4 separate regions of the Zea mays genome follow, and all the other regions are linked to region 1. Evidence: chromatin contacts called from public Hi-C data. All regions are on one chromosome and are shown on one strand. The core of a region is the stretch at or near the end of the contact, and the rest is flanking DNA. Distances in the headings are between cores, read along the strand shown.

Evidence for each region. Hi-C and Micro-C count contacts between places; a contact is called where the count stands out from the background.
Region 2: a Hi-C map of leaf shows a contact between it and region 1, with 2.0 times the contacts expected there. The contact joins the promoter of LOC103636445 here to the promoter of LOC103636442 in region 1. A contact is called at or near these places in 8 of 25 Hi-C or Micro-C datasets (bundle sheath, endosperm, leaf and 1 more).
Region 3: a Hi-C map of ear shows a contact between it and region 1, with 1.8 times the contacts expected there. The contact joins the promoter of LOC101027124 here to the promoter of LOC103636442 in region 1. A contact is called at or near these places in 2 of 25 Hi-C or Micro-C datasets (ear and tassel).
Region 4: a contact with region 1 is called in a Hi-C map of leaf, with 6 times the contacts expected there. The contact joins the promoter of LOC541754 here to the promoter of LOC103636442 in region 1. A contact is called at or near these places in 12 of 25 Hi-C or Micro-C datasets (bundle sheath, ear, endosperm and 3 more).

The regions. Positions count from the first base shown.
Region 1 is chr8:172,508,683-172,511,655 of Zm-B73-REFERENCE-NAM-5.0, reverse strand. It overlaps LOC103636442, which reads right to left and starts at 1,455. Exons shown (of 3, transcript XM_008658797.3): 1 at 1-1,455. The coding sequence starts at 1,239.
Region 2 is chr8:172,707,607-172,710,306 of Zm-B73-REFERENCE-NAM-5.0, reverse strand. It overlaps LOC103636445 (serine/threonine-protein kinase SAPK4), which reads left to right and starts at 1,280. Exons shown (of 9, transcript XM_008658799.3): 1 at 1,280-1,867; 2 at 1,997-2,071; 3 at 2,622-2,700. The coding sequence starts at 1,748.
Region 3 is chr8:172,763,891-172,766,609 of Zm-B73-REFERENCE-NAM-5.0, reverse strand. LOC101027124 (TRAM LAG1 and CLN8 (TLC) lipid-sensing domain containing protein) reads left to right here and starts at 1,427. Exons shown (of 3, transcript NM_001279578.1): 1 at 1,427-1,748. The coding sequence starts at 1,493. LOC103637512 reads left to right here. Exons shown (of 3, transcript XM_023300899.1): 3 at 333-902. The coding sequence ends at 617.
Region 4 is chr8:172,367,239-172,370,250 of Zm-B73-REFERENCE-NAM-5.0, reverse strand. LOC541754 (myb-related protein 308) reads left to right here and starts at 1,329. Exons shown (of 2, transcript XM_008658794.4): 1 at 1,329-1,864; 2 at 1,967-2,636. The coding sequence starts at 1,602. The coding sequence ends at 2,459.

The sequences.
Region 1 (2,973 bases), core at 206-2,705:
TTCTGTTAAAGCAGCGTTGATAACATCGTCAACATTGCTGGCTTGCATCAACTCGCTTTCAGCAGGTAGGGCAATGGCAATGGAATCTACTTGATCACCAGCCACCTCCCCTGTACAAGGATCCGTGTAAATGGTCACTTCTTTCACGGCCATCCCCACTGTTACATCACCTTCTATCTTCCTCTCCTCCAGCACTGTATCATCCAGCACCGACGATTCTGAAACATTAGCGTCGTGCAGTGGTATCTCTTCTTCGGTTTTGTGGCCCTCCATTTCATCCCCAATCTCTGTTGAATGAGAATCTTGGCCTGATTTTCGGACAGAAATTGTTTCACCATTTCCCCTCTGAACCACAATACCTTCATTGCCCGGCACCGGGAAGTCACTTGATTCAGTGATGTCGACGCTCAGTGACAGAATCTCCTTGGAAGACTCCGCATCTTTGCACTTGTCGTCCTGTGTTCTATCCTCACTGTCTGATACAGATAATTCTTGGACTGATTCCTTGGCTGTAAGAGGAGCTTCTACCGCTCTCTGAACCATATCGTCTTCACCACGCAACACAGGCACTGCTGATCCGAAAACATCGGAGCCTCTCGGCGGTGCCTCCATGGTAATGTACTCGGTGTCCTCCATGATTGTGCCTTCCTTATTGTCCAACACTAGTGACTCGTGGCCCAATCCTCGGGAAAGAGACTCACCTTCAGCCATCTTATCCTCCACGTCTGTCGACGATGATGTTATCGGCTCTTCGGAGAATCGAGGTTGTCGTGACAGCGGCAACGGCACAAAGCTCTCGTTTTCCTCCATGATGGCGTCGTCCTCCGTGTCGCGCCAGTGGTCGAGTGCAGTGGCCTCGGCGCCCGGCGCTTCAGATGGATCCAAGAATTCATCGTCTTCGAGGTCGCAGCCGCAGTACGGCTGGGTAGTACGAGGCGCCGGCAGGAGCGCGCCCATAAGACGGTCGGTGGCGGCGAGGCTGGCCAGGTAGGCGGCGAAGGGCAAGGACAGCGCGAGGCCGGCGAGGGACAGGACAAGCAGTGGCGGGGCCACGACGGGCGCGGCCGTGGCCGCCACGCCAGCGATGACGGCCTTCCTGGACAGGTCCCATCCCAGCCGGAGCAACGCGCGCCCCCAGCCGTCGTCACTGCCACCGTCAAAGCACCCGTTTGCGGATGTGGCGCTGCCGCCGAGGTCGTCGTGCTGGACCCCGGCGTCGGCGACCTGATCAGGATCCATACCCCGTGGGAGTTGGATTTGGATGCGGCACTGCGGCAGGGTTGGGCAAGGCAGGGCGGCAGGGTGGCGTGCGAGTGCGGTGCGCAGCGGCTACTGAGAAAGTGAGAAGGTTGTGTCGAGACTCGAGAGAAGGCCGCGCGGAGAGTGGAGGCCGCGTGTGCATCAGGCGGCTGCATCGTCGGGCAGGTGTGAGACGACTACGAGCTTGGCTGACACGTGCTCAAAGCAGTCAAGCTAGTCCAAAAGACATCGCCAAGAACGCCGGTCCTTTTTTTTTTTTTTTGCGCGCGCGAGAGTCAAATGATGCACTGGCATGCAGGCACTTCTCACACCGAACGACGAGATGTTTTTATTTGTATTCAGTTCGTAATAATACGATTATCGTAGGGTGTCTTTTCTGCTCTGCTGCGTTCCTCAACTCTACTGTTGGTCGGTTTTTGGTAAAAAATCTTGTCCAAACCCAACCCATAAATTACTGTAGGTTAAAAATTACGGTTCGTACTCGTTCGTTGCATTGGTCGGATCGAGCCGAATTTTTTTTGGACTGGTCGAGTTAGGTTGGCCGGGTCAAATACTCAAATGGCCCATGATCAGGTCTAAGAAAGAGGTTATATTAGACCTACTTAAACATCAGGTCGTGAGCCATTTATCACGGTCCGTACCCGATCCATGTCTAGTGTCGGGTCGGGTTGTACCTCCCTGTTTGACGTGTCGGGTCAGGTTTTTTATAGGTTGGGTCGGGTTTATGGTCAAAAATCATGGCCCGTACCTCGACCTGTGAATTATTACGGGTCAAAAATTATAGCTCGTATCCGTCCGTTGCATTGGTCGGATCGGGTGGCCATGATCAAGTCTAGGTTAGATGCACCATTGTAAAATACTACCTATTACTTGGGAGTTGGGACATGGTGGTGGCGTGGTGCTAAGACTGGCTTCAACGGTGGACGCTCTTCTCTCCCTCCCCTTGATTTAGCGTCCACAGTATCATGCTACTGCGCACATCGGTGACCGCTAAAGGTGCTACAGTGGTAGGGGATGCTACAGGGATTCACCAGATCTAGGGGAGCGAGTCGGCCCCCTGCCCTCGAGCAACGTGCGCAACAGTGTGTTCGCAGTAGAAAATATATTGATAAGGGTGATGTATAAGTAGGTAAAACAATATTTTATGGTAGTAGTGGGTATAGGGGAGTATTTAGGGGGAACCGCTGCGGGAGATGAAAAAATAGGGGGAAAGAGAACGCTGACGTGGCACGTGATTGGGATATAGGGAAGAAATTTAGGGGGAACCGCGGAACACAGTCTAAAGCCCCAAGGGTTGTTAAAAAATTAGTCGTCTAGCACAGTAGCTCTAAAAGCATCCATGAATAATGTCAACGTGAACAAACCTAGACGTGAAGGGCAAAAGAGAGACTTTCGTGGAGCCTAATTGTACAAAACTACAAAAGAGAAAACTGAAAATTAAATAAAAAGATATTAGGGAATAGGGATAAACCTGCAGAAATAAGTATAAAATTAAGGGCCTAACAACGAGACCGTACGAGGAAAACCATAACTCCAGAGACCAGGGTGTAAATCCACAAATTTACAAGAGCAAGGGCCAAGCAGCGAACAGAAGCTTCTGGTACATAGTTGGCAAGAATTCGCGAGGGCTAAATCGTTAAGAAAAAAAATAGAGCAGAAGAACCAAAGTGAGATCTTCGAGGGCATATGCGAGGAAAATGATAATAAGAGGGA
Region 2 (2,700 bases), core at 31-2,530, 200 kb before region 1:
GTGGATTAAAAAGCACTACTCCTATGTCTGCCACAGACTCAGCCAATTCGGGATAGAGGTGTCAAAGTTCCCCCGCGCTCTGTGCATGATCAACCGCAGCTCCTTACTGAATTCCTGTGTACAGCGATGTACCGAAGGATCTTTGTTTGAAAACAGCCACTCGTTTCGGCTTTTCCAGATGCTCCATGTCATGAGAATAATAATCTCCATAAAGAAGGGGACGTTAAGCTGGCGATTAAGGTTCGCTGATGCCTCCTCAGGATTAGAAATTCTGGGTGGGGTTATGCCAATTGAGTTCCAGCGGGCTTTCGCGAAATTGCATCTGAGGAACAGATGATAGAGAGCCTCCTCTCTTTGCCATAGGCAGTTCTCGCAAGAATAAGAATCCAGCTCCATGTTTCTCCTTCTCAGCATATCTCTAGTATTTAGCCTATTTTTAAGCCACAACCAATAGAAGACTCTATGCTTAGGCTGACATTTGCTTTTCCATAAGAGTCTGTAGATAGGGTGAACCTGCGTCTGGCCCATAAAAAATCTGTAAGCTTTTTGAGAGGAGAATTTGTCAGATCCCCAAATGTACCGCCAACGGTCGTGGGCGTTACTGAGGGCAATTTGTTCCCAAGACACCTGCAGCTCCAGGTATTGATCATACGCTTGTTCAGAGATAGACAAATGAAAAAAACCATCAAACTGCTCCTGCTCTTTAGCCTATCTAATAGTCAACTTTGTGTTTTTGACAAAAGAGAATAACTCTGGGAAATTTTGCCTCGGGAAGCTCTGACTCCACTGATCTTCCCAGAACGAAATTGATCTGCCATTGCCAATAGCAGGGAGTGCCAGTCCCTTAAAGTTAGGAAGAAGCTTGATCATGCTCTTCTACCAGAAAGAACCAATGTTTCTATGACCAGGGAGACCACATGACAAATAGTATTTATTCCAGACGAGATGCACCCAGGGTAAGTCACTGTTATTGAAAAATTTATGCAAGAATTTGATTAGAAGAGCCTCGTTCTGGGTTTCCAAGCGAAGAACCCCAGCCCACCATTCACTTTCATAAACTTGTTTAGAAGCAAGTGGAATAAAGAGAAGTGAGGTGCTAAAATCCCTCATTATTTAAAATTAAATAGTGGTAGATTTTAGCTCCTTCAATTTTCTTCGTTACTCTTGCTCCCAAACAATCCGACAGAAATAAGCAAACCAAAAGAAGCATCGCTGTAAAAGAAGCTTTGTCTGAGTCTGCGATAATAAAGAAGAACGCATACCCCGGTTCAGGCGAAACGGGGGCTCACACGTCGGATCCGACGGCGAATCGCAGCCAGCCAGGCACGGATGCCCCCCGCTTCCGGGTGCGGTCACGGACACCGACGGCGGGCCCACCCGACATCCCCTCCGGCCTCCTCCCCGTCCCTGTCCTCCGGTCCTCCCCTTCCCTCCTTCACCTCGCAGTCTCGCACACGCTGGCGCGGCAGGCCCCCACCCTGCGCTCCTACCACCCACCAGTCCACCACTATAAAATCCCCGATCGCCTCACGCACACGCACCGACCCACCGTCCGCCGAGGCGCAACCGCCGCAACGCAAACCCACAAACCCTCCGCCGCCGCCGCCGCCGCCGTACCACGTACCGTCCCGCTTCTCCTCCGCCCTTGTGCGAGCAGGCAACGGCAGCAGAGCCCGCACAGGTTGCTCCCGGACGGAGGGAGAACGCGCGGGGCTGGGCTAGCCGGGGGCGGCCGGAGGAGGTACGTATGGACAAGTACGAGGCGGTGCGGGACATCGGGTCGGGGAACTTCGGGGTGGCGCGCCTGATGCGCAACAGCGAGACCCGGGAGCTCGTCGCAGTCAAGTGCATCGAGCGCGGCTACCGGGTTCGTTGTTTTTGTTTTGTTCGTTTCTTATACTTCGTTGCGGTTTGGTGGTGGATTAATTACTGGGTCTGGATGGACTGCAACTGAGTTCCTTCTAATTTCGCTAGTTTTGAGATCTGTGCTGTGCAGATTGACGAGAATGTGTACAGGGAGATCATCAACCACCGCTCCCTGCGCCATCCTAACATTATTCGCTTCAAGGAGGTTCGTCATTGTGGACTGAAACGGTTAATTGCCCGCTTGATCATTTCCTTTCGCTTTTTATTTTTGTCACTGGGTGTTTGATGCCGTTTTAGTGTTATTAGGGAGCAGCTTCAAAGGGTGACGGATAAAGGACTTTTTAATATATATTGCAGCTTATAATTCGGGACTGATTCCTCTTAACTGCATATAGTGGGGGAATCTTTTGATTGCTGCTGTTTGATTCGGTGCTAACTTTTGCTGTTTTTTCTCTGTTCTTTGCCCCTTCCTTTTAGGCTATTGCCCTTGTGTTTCTTACGTATCCGATATGCGTTTTAGTGTCAGGGATGCATCCGTTTTAGACACTCGTTAGGCTGTATGCTTTCTGTCTCAGATTGTTCACACAAGTCTCAAAGCTATAAGGTGCAGTCTTCTATTTGAATTGTTGTGAGTTTTAAATGGACGAGGAAAACAGATTATGCCTCCACTCTTTTGCTTCAGTAGTAGCTTTTCTCCTCCTTTTTTCTTTTTCTGAATCACATGGTTTTAATTGTTTTGGGAAAAACTTCTGCAGGTGATACTTACACCAACACATCTTATGATTGTGATGGAGTTCGCAGCAGGTGGAGAGCTTTTCGATCAGATCTGTGATC
Region 3 (2,719 bases), core at 178-2,677, 250 kb before region 1:
TAATGAGGATACTTGAAAGCAGATAGCAGTATGTCTTACTAGAAATAAAGTAATTATGGAAATTGCAACAAATATTTCAATTTGAAGGGCTGAACTTATGTCCTTGCCATAACAAAGACAAAATGGTGGATCATGCTGTCAGTTACATAGACTTGAAGAAAAATGAATGCAGTGCACTGATAAATTCGCTGTTGGACAACTAACTGAAAATACACTATGGAAATATCTGTAAGTCATGAATGGTCTAGTGGGTAGTGACAATACATCTCAAACACGGTCCTTGCTCCGACCATGCTTTTGTAACCTATATTGTGCCTATTGCATTGCCACAGTTCCAAGAATACGTGGACGACACCGAGGATTATATCAACATAATGCTGGACGAGAAGCAGAATCAGCTACTGCAAATGGGGCGTCCTGCTAACGACGGCGACCGTGGTGGTCACTGCCGGCATCGTTGTCGTGAGCTTGTTCGGCATGAACATCCGGAGACGGATGAGGAGGCGAGGATCAGGAATTTAAACTTTTGGGAAACCACCTTCGGCACAGTGTTTGGGTGTCTTGCGATGTATCTCCTGGCAATCTATGCGGGGAAGAGAAGCCAAATACTGCATTGATGTCACTGATGTCTGACGGTCGCCCTTCTAAGTTCAGAGAACATTGGAGAAAGAGGAAGTGTCACAATGCGAACTCGGCAGCACGAGTCCTCTGTTTTGGACGGACCGGCAAGCCGTGTATACGACGGAATAATTGAGATGATTATGCCCTCGCTATTCTTAGCAGTAGATTTAGCACGTTTGATTCTTTTTTTGCGTGTGTATAAACTGCACCTTTTTTTGCAAAATTACTTTGCAATAAAAATTTCTGTGTAATTGTCATGTAAAGAAATTATCAAAAGTCACGAAAAGCTTTCGTAGAAAAAATAGTGAAATACTCTCAAACTTGTAAATATGTTTTATCATTCACTCTACAAATACACAAAATTTTAAGTTATAATTCAATGCTAAGAGATTTTTTAATTCATTCTACGTTTAGAAATATAAAAAATAGAAAACTATACCTAATAATAGGAGTATCCTTTTTTATATTTTTTAATATAGATTAAAAAAAGTTAAAATTTAATATATTAGTAAAATAAATAATAAAGTATATATATATATAATTTAATTGCACAGTGATTGGACGAGAAGCTTTATTATATAACAGTTTTTTTCTTTTTGTTACTGGAACCATATAACCATAAGGACAGCCTTTTGTTTTACTGCATAAATATTTTTCGTGGTCAGGTACGTACTCCATCAAGACGAAGAAGAGCGTTGCATGGTAATCACAGGTTACCGGACCGACCAAGCACGTACTCCAAGTGGGCCCCGCTCGCTATCAAGACATCGGGCTGTGAAAGGACACCGTGACATGTAATTTCAGCCCAATAAGCGATTACCCTGGTGGAGGACGGAACGAAGGCAAGGGAAGTCCAGCGACGACGAACACGATGCCGCCCCACCGTGCCGGAGGGGCCGCAGGCGGCGGTGACACGAGCGCGTTCTTCGCGGCGACGCTAGTGCTCTGGGCTGTGTCTGTGGGGTTCGAGATCGGCGTCCGGGGGCGACGCGAGCTGGCGCCCGTGGCCGCCGGCTTCGCCTTCTTCCAGGCCGCCAACGCCGCGGTCCGCGGCTCGGTCTCACGCGACCCGCTCTTCGTCAACACCGCCGTATCGCTCCTCCACTCCTCCCTCACATCCGTCTCCGGTACAGATTTCCCCCCTTGCCTCCTCTCCCAACCCCCACCCTTGGTACCTTAGCTTTTGGTACTCGGTATGCGTCGACTGCAAGGAAACATACCATTAATTGCATTCCAGCTTCAGACGAGGTTGGGAAATAGAAGCGCACAGAGGATTAACAACAGACAAACCAGGTGATTTTTAACGTCTGGGTTCCTTGTTGGGGACCGGGAGCAGCGTTGATTTAATTACTGTTGGTTTTGTCACTTTCTGCTTCCATGGTGGCAATGTCGTTTGTCTAGTGTGAGTTTAGCTTGGTTAAATTGCGCGAGAATACTCAAATTCCCTATTGGCGCAGGATTCTCCAACAGTAGCTTGTTACATGGTCGGCACGTCGTGGTTCAGAACACAAATGCGCTGCTAACTTAGTTAAGAAGTATTGATGTAAAAGTACTCGTAATCTTTAGGACTGATCGAATATAGGCTCCTTTGGACTGTATATGTTTAGCTCCATTGGATCTTAGCCTGTAACACTAGCCAATAGAAGGGAGGAATTGGGAATATAACTTTGGGATTGGTAAAGGAAGTCATCATAGGTGCAAACGTAGTTGCCGCTGGGTCGGGAAAGCTTTGGCGGTCGGTGCAGTGTCGGTGAAGCGGTGACAGCGGCCTTACCCGCACTAACCGCACTAGTGCAGATTGAATGTGTGTAATTGTTGGAATGACGAGGCACAACGAATGTTGGTTCTCATGTCGACCTCCCCTTGGTTTTTATAGCGCGGTGTTGAGGGGGGCCACAACCAGTGTGGTTGTGACCACCAGGGTGCAAGGACTCTAGCTCGGTCCTCTGATCGAGTCAGGATGAGAGCAACCCCCCCCCCCCCCCCCCCCCCCATCTCATGCTTGCTCCCTTACACTCAGAATTTGATCTCTTAAATGCTTACTTTCTTAACTTACAATCCTTACACCAAGACCAAGGCATTACAACAGCCAGTAATG
Region 4 (3,012 bases), core at 80-2,579, 140 kb after region 1:
CTCGGTAAATGGTGTGATATGGCGATGAGGACGGTGGAAAATGGTAAAGTGTGTTAATATTAATGGGGAAAGAAATATCATTTTCAAAATTTTCAAGGCTTTGAGACCGAGAGACCCTTTGTCGTCGCTCTTGTTTAACCTGGTGGCAGGTATAGTAATAGCAGTCTGTACATTCTCATGTACCACCAGCAACAACATGTTCACCCATGCTTCTTAATTTTGTTGTTGGTCAACGTCGCAATAACGGCAAAAGCGCCTCCATAGCTTCTACACGTGCAGAGATGAAACGGCGTGACACTAGTGTCTCGTGCACGCTGAGAAGAAAGACAGCGATGTATTAGATGCGCCGCGCGGTATAGTGAGAGAGACGACGACATCAACCTAGATGAGTATTTTGATTCTTACACGTTAACCCTTTTGTGTATATATAGATCTCGAGTTATTATTGTGGTTTACTAGCGTTCCCATACTTTATAACGGTCCCCTGTGGCCGGTATGTATACTGTATAATCAAAACATCTTGGTACGTGCCGGTGATCGGACGGCGGATCCGGCGGCCGTGCCGGGGACCCAGAGCTGTTCCCAACGTAAAGGGGGGCATGTTCGTTTTGATCCGGAGGCGCACGCTGGCCCGTGGCCCTCTCTGGTTTAGGCGATCCGAGCCCACCAACGCTATCAAACTCCTCAATCTACACGGCTTTCCTGGCGCGCGAACTACCTAATCAGGTCAGGCCTACTACTAAATTATTGGCTCCCGGGTCCACCACCGGAGAGACGAGGCCATAGCCATACATGACGAAACGCTACGAGCACATGCAACAGCTCATGGGGTAGCTAGCCAATCGGTGGTGGCGGTTGCTCCACCAGATTTTGGAAACAAGTACCAAACTCATTCCCCGCCTTCTCGTGTCGGCCTTTTTTTTCCTTCTTGAATCATCATGAACTGGTCCTTCCGCGCCGAGCTTATGGCTGCTCTGCTGGGTTCACTAACCACCAGATGAAGAAGAAAAAAAAAATCTATCTCTACTAGCGGGAGAGGTAAAGCTTGAAAAGAGAAGCTAGTGCTGGTACAAGTGTAATAGGAGTTGTTGCGTACCTAGGAAACTACTCCACCGAGGATGATGGACAGATTGGCCTCACTGCTACCTACGTACTAGGCCGGTAGGAGGAGTAGCGCATCTAAAAGGTGGCTGAAATATAGAGCGAACCCTGAATTTGGTAATGAACTAATGCGCATCTAAAGTGTAATTTCCTTGGAAAGAAACACTCGCCTTTTTAGCCACTCACCACGCTACCCATACGACCCATCGGCCGCAAGCGCAAGGAACGCACACGGCACACGGGCGGGGCCGGCGCCGGCGGATCAAGCAAGCGCAAGGCAAGGCATGCGAGTCTAGCACGCACACGCACTGCCACTGCCATATATATGCGCCTCCCTCCCTGGCCTGCCATATCTTCTTCCGTTTCCGTCTCCCCTCTTCTTTGTTACAATAAACAACCAATCGAAGCCCCAGGCAACATCGACCGACTAGAGTAGATAGAGCTCAGTGGCGGCCGCCAAGAAACACCTGCGCCCTAAGGCGAGCAGCGGCAGGCATAGGATGGGCAGGTCCCCGTGCTGCGAGAAGGCGCACACGAACAAGGGCGCGTGGACCAAGGAAGAGGACCAGCGCCTGATCGCCTACATCAAGGCGCACGGCGAGGGGTGCTGGCGCTCGCTGCCCAAGGCCGCCGGCCTCCTCCGCTGCGGCAAGAGCTGCCGGCTTCGCTGGATGAACTACCTCCGCCCGGACCTCAAGCGCGGCAACTTCACGGACGACGACGACGAGGTCATCATCAAGCTCCACGCCCTGCTCGGCAACAAGTAAGCACTCAGTCTCAGTTCGCCGCCCGCCCGCCGGTACCATTATTTCCCTCCTCCTCGACTCAATCATTTTCCCATCGTCGGCCGGCCCGTCGCGCGCAGGTGGTCGCTCATCGCGGGGCAGCTGCCGGGGCGCACGGACAACGAGATCAAGAACTACTGGAACACGCACATCAAGCGCAAGCTGCTGACCCGCGGCATCGACCCGCAGACGCACCGCCCGCTGAGCGCCGCCGCCGCCCTCACCGCCGGCCTCCCGTCGCCCGCGCGCCCGCCCACCGTGCTGTTCGCGCGCCCGGCGCCGTCGGAGGACGGCGGCCACAGCAGCGGCGGCGGGAGCGCCGACCACGCGCCGCGGTGCCCCGACCTCAACCTGGACCTGTCCGTGGGCCCGCCGTGCTCGCCGCCCAAGACGCCGGCGGCCGCCGCGTCGACGCCCACGTCGCAGCAGCAGCAGCAGCAGCGGACGACGACCATCTGCCTGTGCTACCACCTCGGTGTCCGCAGCGGGGAGGCCTGTAGCTGCAAGTCCCCCTCGCCGGCGGCGGCGGGGTTCCGGTTTCTCCGGCCGCTCGAGGAGGGCCAGTACATATAAGGCAGGCGTCGTCGATCACAGTAGGCCGGCAGAAGCAAACCTGTAAAAACAACCACAGAACAGAGTTTCTAATGGAGATGATGACTGATGTGGATGGATGATGAGAGATTGAGAGCATAGCATCATTTCTCGTGTTCCCCTCGCTTCAAAACCGATCTATTTCTTATTTCCGTTTTCCTTTTTAGGGTTAATTGCACGGTTCGTCGCTTGGGCGCACCGTGTGATCTTGCGCACTCGATTCGGGCGGCCCGGCGTGACATTCGTGCCATGTCACCCATGTGGGGTCTTGTTCGGTTAATCCCGTTACCCATGGATTGGATGAGATTGAAAAAAATTAAGAAAGAGTTTGACTTAGTTGGGATTTAAACCCACCCAATCTCACTCAATCCATGTGGATTGGAAGCTAACCGAACAAGCCCTGGATGGGGTGGGATGGGATGGGATGGGATTTAGACATATAGTAGTAGTGCTGAGACCTGAGAATCCGTCCTGTTGGTTGGTAGGTACGCGATTTTTTTTAAAAAAAATCTGGGTGCTCCCAGGAGAACTACGA